Linked DNA regions of Mus musculus: region 1 is linked to region 2. Evidence: chromatin contacts called from public Hi-C data. All regions are on one chromosome and are shown on one strand. The core of a region is the stretch at or near the end of the contact, and the rest is flanking DNA. Distances in the headings are between cores, read along the strand shown.

Region 1 (3,901 bases), core at 1,271-3,770, 270 kb after region 2:
ATAAAACTCCTTAGTCCTAACCAACTCTGTTCATTATTTTATTTCCTTTAAGACGCAAACAAGTCTCACATTTTAAGTTGGTACGAATCTTTATATGATGATAGAAATTCAAAGTTGCATTTTTACAACAGACTGTGTGTGTGATTCAATCCTGGTTTAAACTATTCTTTCTGAGACCATGAAATTTCAAGGTTATAAAGGTCTACTCAGATGAACAAATGCTAAAATAAAGTGTATGTCTAACCACGTGTGTCTTTGCTGGTACGTGGTCACTGTGTGCTTGTCTCTGACTGGTCTTGAGTGTGTGAATGAACGCTGTTTCTTTTTTCCTGCCCTCAGCCACCTAGACCCAATCCTCCTCTTGGTTTTCTGGCCACTGGATCTAATACCACAGGGATTCAGGTTTTACTTACATATGAATAATTTTGAAGTTGTTTTATACTGTTCTCCTGCTATTTTATACTGTCCTGTTTCATTGCTAGCTCTGAAAAATGGGGTATTACAAACACACAGACACAAACAAATCACCAGCACGAACACACAAACACGCATGCATATTCAAACATCAACACATATATACATGCACAAACAAACACACCTGAATGCATACACAAACTCACAAGCACAAGCACACAGGCATTTGAAAACATGCGCATAAACATGTATACACACACATGCACACACAAAAACTCACATGTGGAGTACAAATACAAAATCACACAAACACACAAAATATACATTCATAAGCACACATGCATACAAACCCAGGAACCAACATGCAGATGTTAAAAAAAACCCACAAACACAAATTCATGCAAAAGAAACCCACACATGCACACAAAAGACACACACATGTGTACACACGTACACCAAGAACACACAAGCATACAAATGTTCACATACAAACACATATATGCCTGTATACACACACATGCCTACATGTGTGCACAAACATAAGCTCACACACAAATTCATTAGGGCACACAGACACACATAAATATAATGTGTACACATGCAAAACCAACACACACAATGTGCATGCATGCATATGCCCGCAAAGAGACACCAACACACAGACATCCATGAACACACATGTGCAGATGCACAGACACACGCATTCACACACAAACTCACAGAGAACATATAAACAGACAGATGCATACACACATAAAATGCATGCAAATGAAAATGCATGTAAATGAAAAAGCACACACAAACAGAAGCACATACAAACCCTCACTAGAGTGGACTGTCCCCTCCCCCCACCATTCTTGAACTCCAGACACCTGACTCAGACACACTGTGTTGTTAGTTATTAAGTCAGCTACTTCTTGATGTGGGATCCACTCTGTCTCTCAGAAATCTTTAAGAACAATGCCTCATTGTATCTAAGGGAAGGCTTGGCACTTGCCCGCTCCTGTTCTGTCTCTGTCTCTCTCTCTCACACACATACAGAGAGAGAGAGAGAGAGAGAGAGAGAGAGAGAGAGAGAGAGAGAGAGAGACCGTAGCTACACTATGCTCCTGTCTGCCTATGACACTAACAACTCTCCAAATAAAACTCTCTCCTTTCTCCTTTTTTTTTTGTTCCCTTCAAAATCCCGCTCTGTCGTCCAGGCAGATGAGGTTGGCCATGACTCTCCCACCTCGACCTCCTGAGGGCTGGAATTTCAGACATGAGCCGTTATCCCTAGATCTCTATTTTCTCTGACCAACACATGTAAACCAACGTGTGTGTTAAATATTTGATTTTGGCTGCGTGTGGAGGTATACACTCTAATCTCAGCACCCAGGAAGCAGAGGCAGGCAGATGAGAACTGCCTCAAATCACAACAAACAAGGAGTTAAACCTTGTAATAGGAAATTCCTTTTGGATTTTTTTTTAGTGAAAAGGAATATGCGCTCTTCTGATCCCTTAACCATTTGCCACTTCCAGGAAGAAAGATTTCCTAACCTAAGAACGGGGGGGAGATAGATGTGGCTGCAGTCCTCAGACCTCAGCAGACAAGTTTCTGTGTGCGGTGGGCAGCACTTAGCACACAAATTCACACTGGCCAGAGAGCACCTGTCTGCTTCCCAGAGGCAAACCAGCCCATCCAAGTCTGCCTGACTCTCCTTTGTATTTGCCCCAGTGATATGAATCTCTGAGCACAGAGCCCCAGACCCTCTTGCCCCTTTCTTTGCGGAATAAACCTAATGGCTGAATTTCGGTGTGATTTAAGCGTCTACGGTTGAGGCAAGTTTCTTCTCTTCCCCTCCACACAGGGGACAGGCACCCTTATTATATAAAGTGATTAGCTGTTTTTTTCTTTGTGCCACAAGTTTGAAAGTAGTAAAATGTCACCTGCAGGTTCTTGAGAAAAGATGTTCGGCCACCCAGAGCTCTGAACTGTCCCTCTGATGTTGGCTTGTGTAATTTGGGTGGTGAAGATGGGAGAAAAGGCAATGTGAAACCCAGAGTCTTCCCCACTCAGCACACGTCCCCATTAGATGGGGCTGGACGGTCCTATGCTGCCATCTACTGGGCACTGGGCCTCCCTGCAGCTTGGGATGGGTGGCATAAATTATCTTCCAGGTGCCCCTGAGACTCTCCAAGGATAGAAACCATATCGTAGCTCCCTCTGAGAATTTGTAATACCTGGAGTCTGAACTGTGAATAGCTGCAACTAAAGGTTTGACTGGGCCTTTTAAGATGCTAGCCAGGAAAATGGCTAAGCCTGGGCCTTAGGTTCTCAACCTGTGGGTTGTGTCCCCTTTGAGGGTCAAATGACCCTTTCATAGGGGTTGCATATCAGATATCAATATTACAATTCATAGCAGTAGCAAAATTATAGCTATGAAGTAGCAAGGAAAATAATTTTGTGGTTGGGGGGGGTCACCACAGCATGAAGAACTGTATTGAAGGCTCGCAGCATTGGGACGTTTCAGGATTACTGAAGGAGAAATCTTTACAAATGACCATCAGCCAAGAACTGTCCACTAAACCTTGCACTAAAGGAATATTGATAGGTTTGGGGGTAAGACATTGTTTACAATGAACATGTGTTGGCCACAGATAAGACAGGCGGAGACCCATCTTGGTGGCAAAGGCCCATAAATAAACCCAGGAAGCTGAGGCTTGTGGGCTGCCAATCTGAGGCCAGTCTGAGATAGAAAAAGAGCTCTCATTCAAAGGGAGAATTGCAGAAAAGCAGGGGGGAGGGATTATGGAGAGAGGAAAGCTCAGGATGGAAGCGTTGGGTCAGGAGCTATGGTCCCACAGATCAAGTCACACCCAGCTGCCCATACAGCCTGGAGAAGGTGACAGATAGCCCCTCTGTGACCTTGCACTATGGGCTAAACTTCTCCTGACCCCCAGAAACAGAGCAAATCTGGTTACAAGCAGGTACTCTGTACTAACTACATGGCATGGGACCATAGGAATCCTCTGTCTGTGTGTGTGTATGTCTGTGTGTGTATCTATGTGTGTGTGTGTTTGTGTGTGTCTATGTGTGTGTGTCTGTGTGTGTATGTGTGTCTGTCTGTGTGTGTGTCTGTCTGTGTTTGTCTGGCTGTCTGCCTGTGTGTCTGTGTGTGTCTTTCTGTCTGCCTATCTGTCTGTATGCCTGTGCATGTGTGTGTGTGTGTGTGTGTGTGTGTGTATGTGTGTGCATGTGTGTCTGTGTATGTATGTGTGTGTGTGTCTGTGTACAGATCTGCATTTGGAGGTCAGAGGACCACCATGGGAATCAGTTCTCTTTCCACCATGTGGGTTCCAGGAATCACTCAGCTTATAAACCCCCTCACCGGTGCTCTGAGCCCTCTCGCCCGCCCCCCAGGCTCTTTTAAACAGCACTAATTTTGCCTTTCACGCAGACACTTATCCATCCTTTTTTCTGTTTACAAGATTGGAATTTTTCCAT
Region 2 (3,840 bases), core at 366-2,865:
GCTTGCTCCTCGGACTCAGCCATGGGCTCCAAGTCTAAGGATGTCTCCCGTTCAAAGGTTGAAGGACAATGGGCTGGCTCTATGGCTGGAAGAACAAGAGGGCTGAACCTGAGCCCAAACAGGCAGCCATTTGCAGAGAATGTCATCCCTCCCCTGGGGGCAGTCATTTCTAGAAAACACAAAGGCCATCCAGCTTTAAAGACCGATCCTTCCTAATGCGCTAACGCACAGGTGGCTTGGGCTTGTCCCAGAGAGGGACAAATCCACCTTTCTGGAAGCCTGTCCCTGAGGGGATGAACAGATGGGGTGGGCACAGGAAGGTTCTCAGAGCAAGAGTTTCACAAAGACACAGAGACAGGCACTGGTACTCTGTCTCTGTCATCTGAAATTGGGCCACAGCCTTCCTGTCCCCTTGGATCGTGGGCCTTGGTCACTTACCCAGATCTTCAGAGCTTTGGCTGTTAGGGGCAGACGTCCGGCTGGCACCACAATCCAGCTCTCTCACAGGGCCCCAGGCCTGGGGCTTCTGGTCAAAGAAGCGCATGAGCTGGCAGCCTTGAGGCAGTAGGGAAGGCCTGCGGGCTCCTGGGCCATGAAGTTTGGGGCCCTGGCTCAGGTTATGGCCTTCGTTAAGTAGGGTCTATGGAGGAAAGCAAAGGGCAGGGGAAGGGAGGGAGGAGGGAGAATGTAAGAGGAGGAGGGACGAATGAGGGGTAGAAAGAGGAGGAAGAGGAGGAGGAGGAGGGGGAGGATGGCAAGGAAGGGAAAGGGGGATGAGGATGGGATGAAGAGGAAGAAGGGAGAATGGGGGAGGGGATAAGTAGGATGGGAATGAAGAGGAAGGGAAGAGGAGAGGAGGGAGGGAGGAGAAGAGGAGGGGAAGGGAGGAGGGAGGAGGAAAAAGAGAAGGAGGGAAGAAGAAGAGAATTAGGAGGATGGAAGAAGGAGGAGGGGGAAACAAGGGGAGGTGAAGCTCATGATGGCAAGAACCTCCTTCTGCTCCACCCCCCACAGCTCCCTCCTCTCTCTCTCTCTCTCTCTCTCTCTCTCTCTCTCTCTCTCTCTCTCGCCTCTCTCTTTGTCTCTCTCTCTGTGTCTCTCTGTCTCTGTCTCCCTCTGTCTCTCTGTCTGTCTCTGTCTCTGTTTGTCTCTGTCTCTCTGTCTGTCTCTGTCTGTCTGTCTGTCTGTCTGTCTGTCTGTCTCTCTCTCTCTCTCTCTCTCTCTCTCCTTCACAGCACTTTCCAGGTCAGGCCTCTCAGGGACCCAGGGACCCTTGACTTAGTCCCCACCACCCTTGAGAAACAGAAACCAGAAAAATTCCAGGCCACGGGTCAACTGCAAGGCACAGAGAGCCATGTACCTTGGATAATTCCAGACCTACTTTCTTTTCTGGCAGAAAGCTTAAACCCTTTTTTGTGTGCAGTTAAAATTACCAGCCCTTCCCCTTATGTCTCCCCATATGGTGTGCTTAAAAGGTCTTTCCCACCCCCAAGAAAATCTTCTAGAAGTTTTGTTATTTTTGTTTGTGTGTTTTAAGGCTTTGATTCATATGCAATCTATTTTCCTGTGAGGAGATAGGAACCAGCTTTAACTTTGATTTCCCAAATGCCACAGACCTCAGTGCTGTTTATGGAATGCAGCGGGGCTCCCTGTAGCTTATCGGTTCGATACAAGATCCTTACAGAGCTAGCATGTGTGTTTGGCTTTGTTTGTGGACTTTACAGTCTGTTTTGATAATTTCATCTATCTGTTCTTGGGCTTGTTATAAACAAACATCCGAAAGCCAAGGGGTAGATGGGAAATATCCTTGCAACATGTATGATGGAGTTCTTTTTTTTTTTTTTTTTTTTTTTTTTTTTAAAGAAAATGCTCTTGGAATTCAGGATCCTCTGAGTCCCACTCAACCACTGATTTCTGCAAAAACACATGCTTGTTTAGATGTTTTTCTTTCTTTTTTTTGTACCATGTGTGTTTGTGGGCAATGCAGTGCACAGAGGACTCACACGGAAGGAGTTCTTCCACATTGTGTGATTCAGGGATTGTGATGGAGCACCAGGCCAGGCTCCTTAAATGCCACACAACTGCAGCCCAGGGCTGGGTAACAGACCATGACTGCCCTGATTTGCGTGGCAGAAGCCACAAGACTGGGTGGTACTACCATGCTGACTCACACAAAGGTCTAGCATCGTTTACCTGCCTACCCAGACTGCCTTCCTCCTCATGACACAAACTACATCCCCAGAGCTACACACAGGGGATATTTCTTCTGAGCACAGAAAGACATCTCATCCCCCCGTCTTATGTGACTCACTGCCCTAAGCTGCAGGTGGTACCCTAGCTACTGCCCAGCTCACTAGCACTCTCCAGGTGTACTCAATAAACAATTGTTCTTCTTCTGGCCTTGAAAAGAAAAGGAAAAAGAACTCTCTCGCATGTAATTGGAGAGAAAAGACAAAATTAGAATAGTGGGGGCCTTCATCCACAAGCAGTTTTTATTGAACACATCAGTTAGCCAAGTGGAAATGTTCAGAGCCATGGTAGTTAAGACAAGTCACATTTTTTTTCCTTATTAGAGACAGGTAAATATCTAAATGTGTGACGATGCTCAGTGTGTTCAGGTCTCTTATGTCGGCACAGACTGGGGCAGTGGGCTGTGTCCCACAGATTGAAGTCCATGAACTGAGATAATGATCTTACTCTTACAAATTTAACCCTGGGGGAACCACAGGGTTACAGGGTCTGTGTTGTATCTGTTACAAAGTAACACATGCAAGCTGTGCGTATTTGTCACGATATGGATAATCAGAGTAGAAATCTGGAAACAGTGGGGTGACGTGGCACATGCCTTTAGTCCCGGCACTTAGGATCAAGGGAAGCAGATCTGAGTTGCTAAGCCAGTTTGGTCTATGCATCAAGTTCCAGGCCAGCCAGGGGTGCACAGAGAGAGCCTGATGTTAAATAAAAGATTTGGAACCTACATCTCCATCAGTAGGAGAGAGTGAAGAGGTTGCGGTATATCCATGTAACGGAGTATTACACAGCCCCGAAAAGAAGGATCTCCTCATACCTCTGTGGGAAGATACCTGAGGAAAAAAATCACCTTAAACTTATGACAGATCTCAATGTCAGCCACAGACAACTGTTCATCAGGAACAGACTGTGATTTCACTGTATATAAAATTGAATTCAAAAGGCATTAAGAGGGCCAGTGAGGTGTCCCAGTTAGTAAAGGGGCTTGGCGCCAACCCTGACATCGTGAGTTTGGTTCCTTGGACCCACATGATGGAAAGAGAGAACTGACTCCCAGGGATTGTCCTTGAACCTCGGCATGCACGCCTACTTGCTCACCCAGTCATATACACAGAGGAAACAAACGAGATAAAAATGTATTTAAAAAATAACGTTAAGATGATATGCTGGAGGATAATTTGCATAAGCAACTATTAACATATGCAAGTGTTCTGTGTATACGTGCATGCGCATGGTATTTCTAGAAAGACGTCCTCAGAATTAGGTGGGCGTTGGGGTAGCGGAGGGAGACTTCATTTGTACTTTATACCCAACTGAACTGTTTGAAGGATTTAATTCCAAATGCCAAGTATGTATTACTTTTGTGATGGACCATTAAGCTAAAATGAATTTCCTGTTTCTTAGACCGCACACACGTCCTGGTAGGGAATGACGTAACCGCTTACCAGGTGGAATGAAATTTGGGGATATCAGTAAACCTTGGGGGCCTTTTTATGCTATTAAGTATGTATTAGTATGTATTGGGGGTATGCCTCTTCATAAAAGGGATAGTATCTTCCTGTCTCTAGGCCAAGGATGCAGGGCATGGAA

What was found. A called contact is a pair of places that touch in the nucleus more often than the background predicts.
Region 1: a contact with region 2 is called in a Hi-C map of cortical neurons, with 4 times the contacts expected there. The contact joins two enhancer-like sites. A contact is called at or near these places in 6 of 39 promoter capture datasets (the 3T3-L1 cell line, cranial neural crest, liver and 2 more), 5 of 484 Hi-C or Micro-C datasets (Sertoli cells, cortical neurons, nephron progenitors and 2 more), 2 of 115 datasets of contacts at active chromatin or transcription factors (embryonic basal ganglia and forebrain) and 4 of 9 other capture datasets (adipose tissue, embryonic stem cells, liver and 1 more).

What each region holds. Positions count from the first base shown.
Region 1 is chr4:138,849,166-138,853,066 of GRCm38.p6, forward strand. It overlaps a transcript of Pla2g5 not described here. Among named protein-coding and RNA genes, the nearest start is that of Gm32930, 12 kb to the right of the region's middle. Within about 2 kb of position 2,521, at least 12 of the 459 cell types and tissues checked have an H3K27ac peak or open chromatin away from gene starts, as enhancers often do. A contact at or near this core is called in cortical neurons, where this site is marked.
Region 2 is chr4:138,581,141-138,584,980 of GRCm38.p6, forward strand. It overlaps Vwa5b1 (von Willebrand factor A domain containing 5B1), which reads right to left. Exons shown (of 22, transcript NM_029401.1): 15 at 439-640; 16 at 1-85. Among named protein-coding and RNA genes, the nearest start is that of Vwa5b1, 41 kb to the right of the region's middle. Within about 2 kb of position 1,616, at least 3 of the 459 cell types and tissues checked have an H3K27ac peak or open chromatin away from gene starts, as enhancers often do. A contact at or near this core is called in cortical neurons, where this site is marked.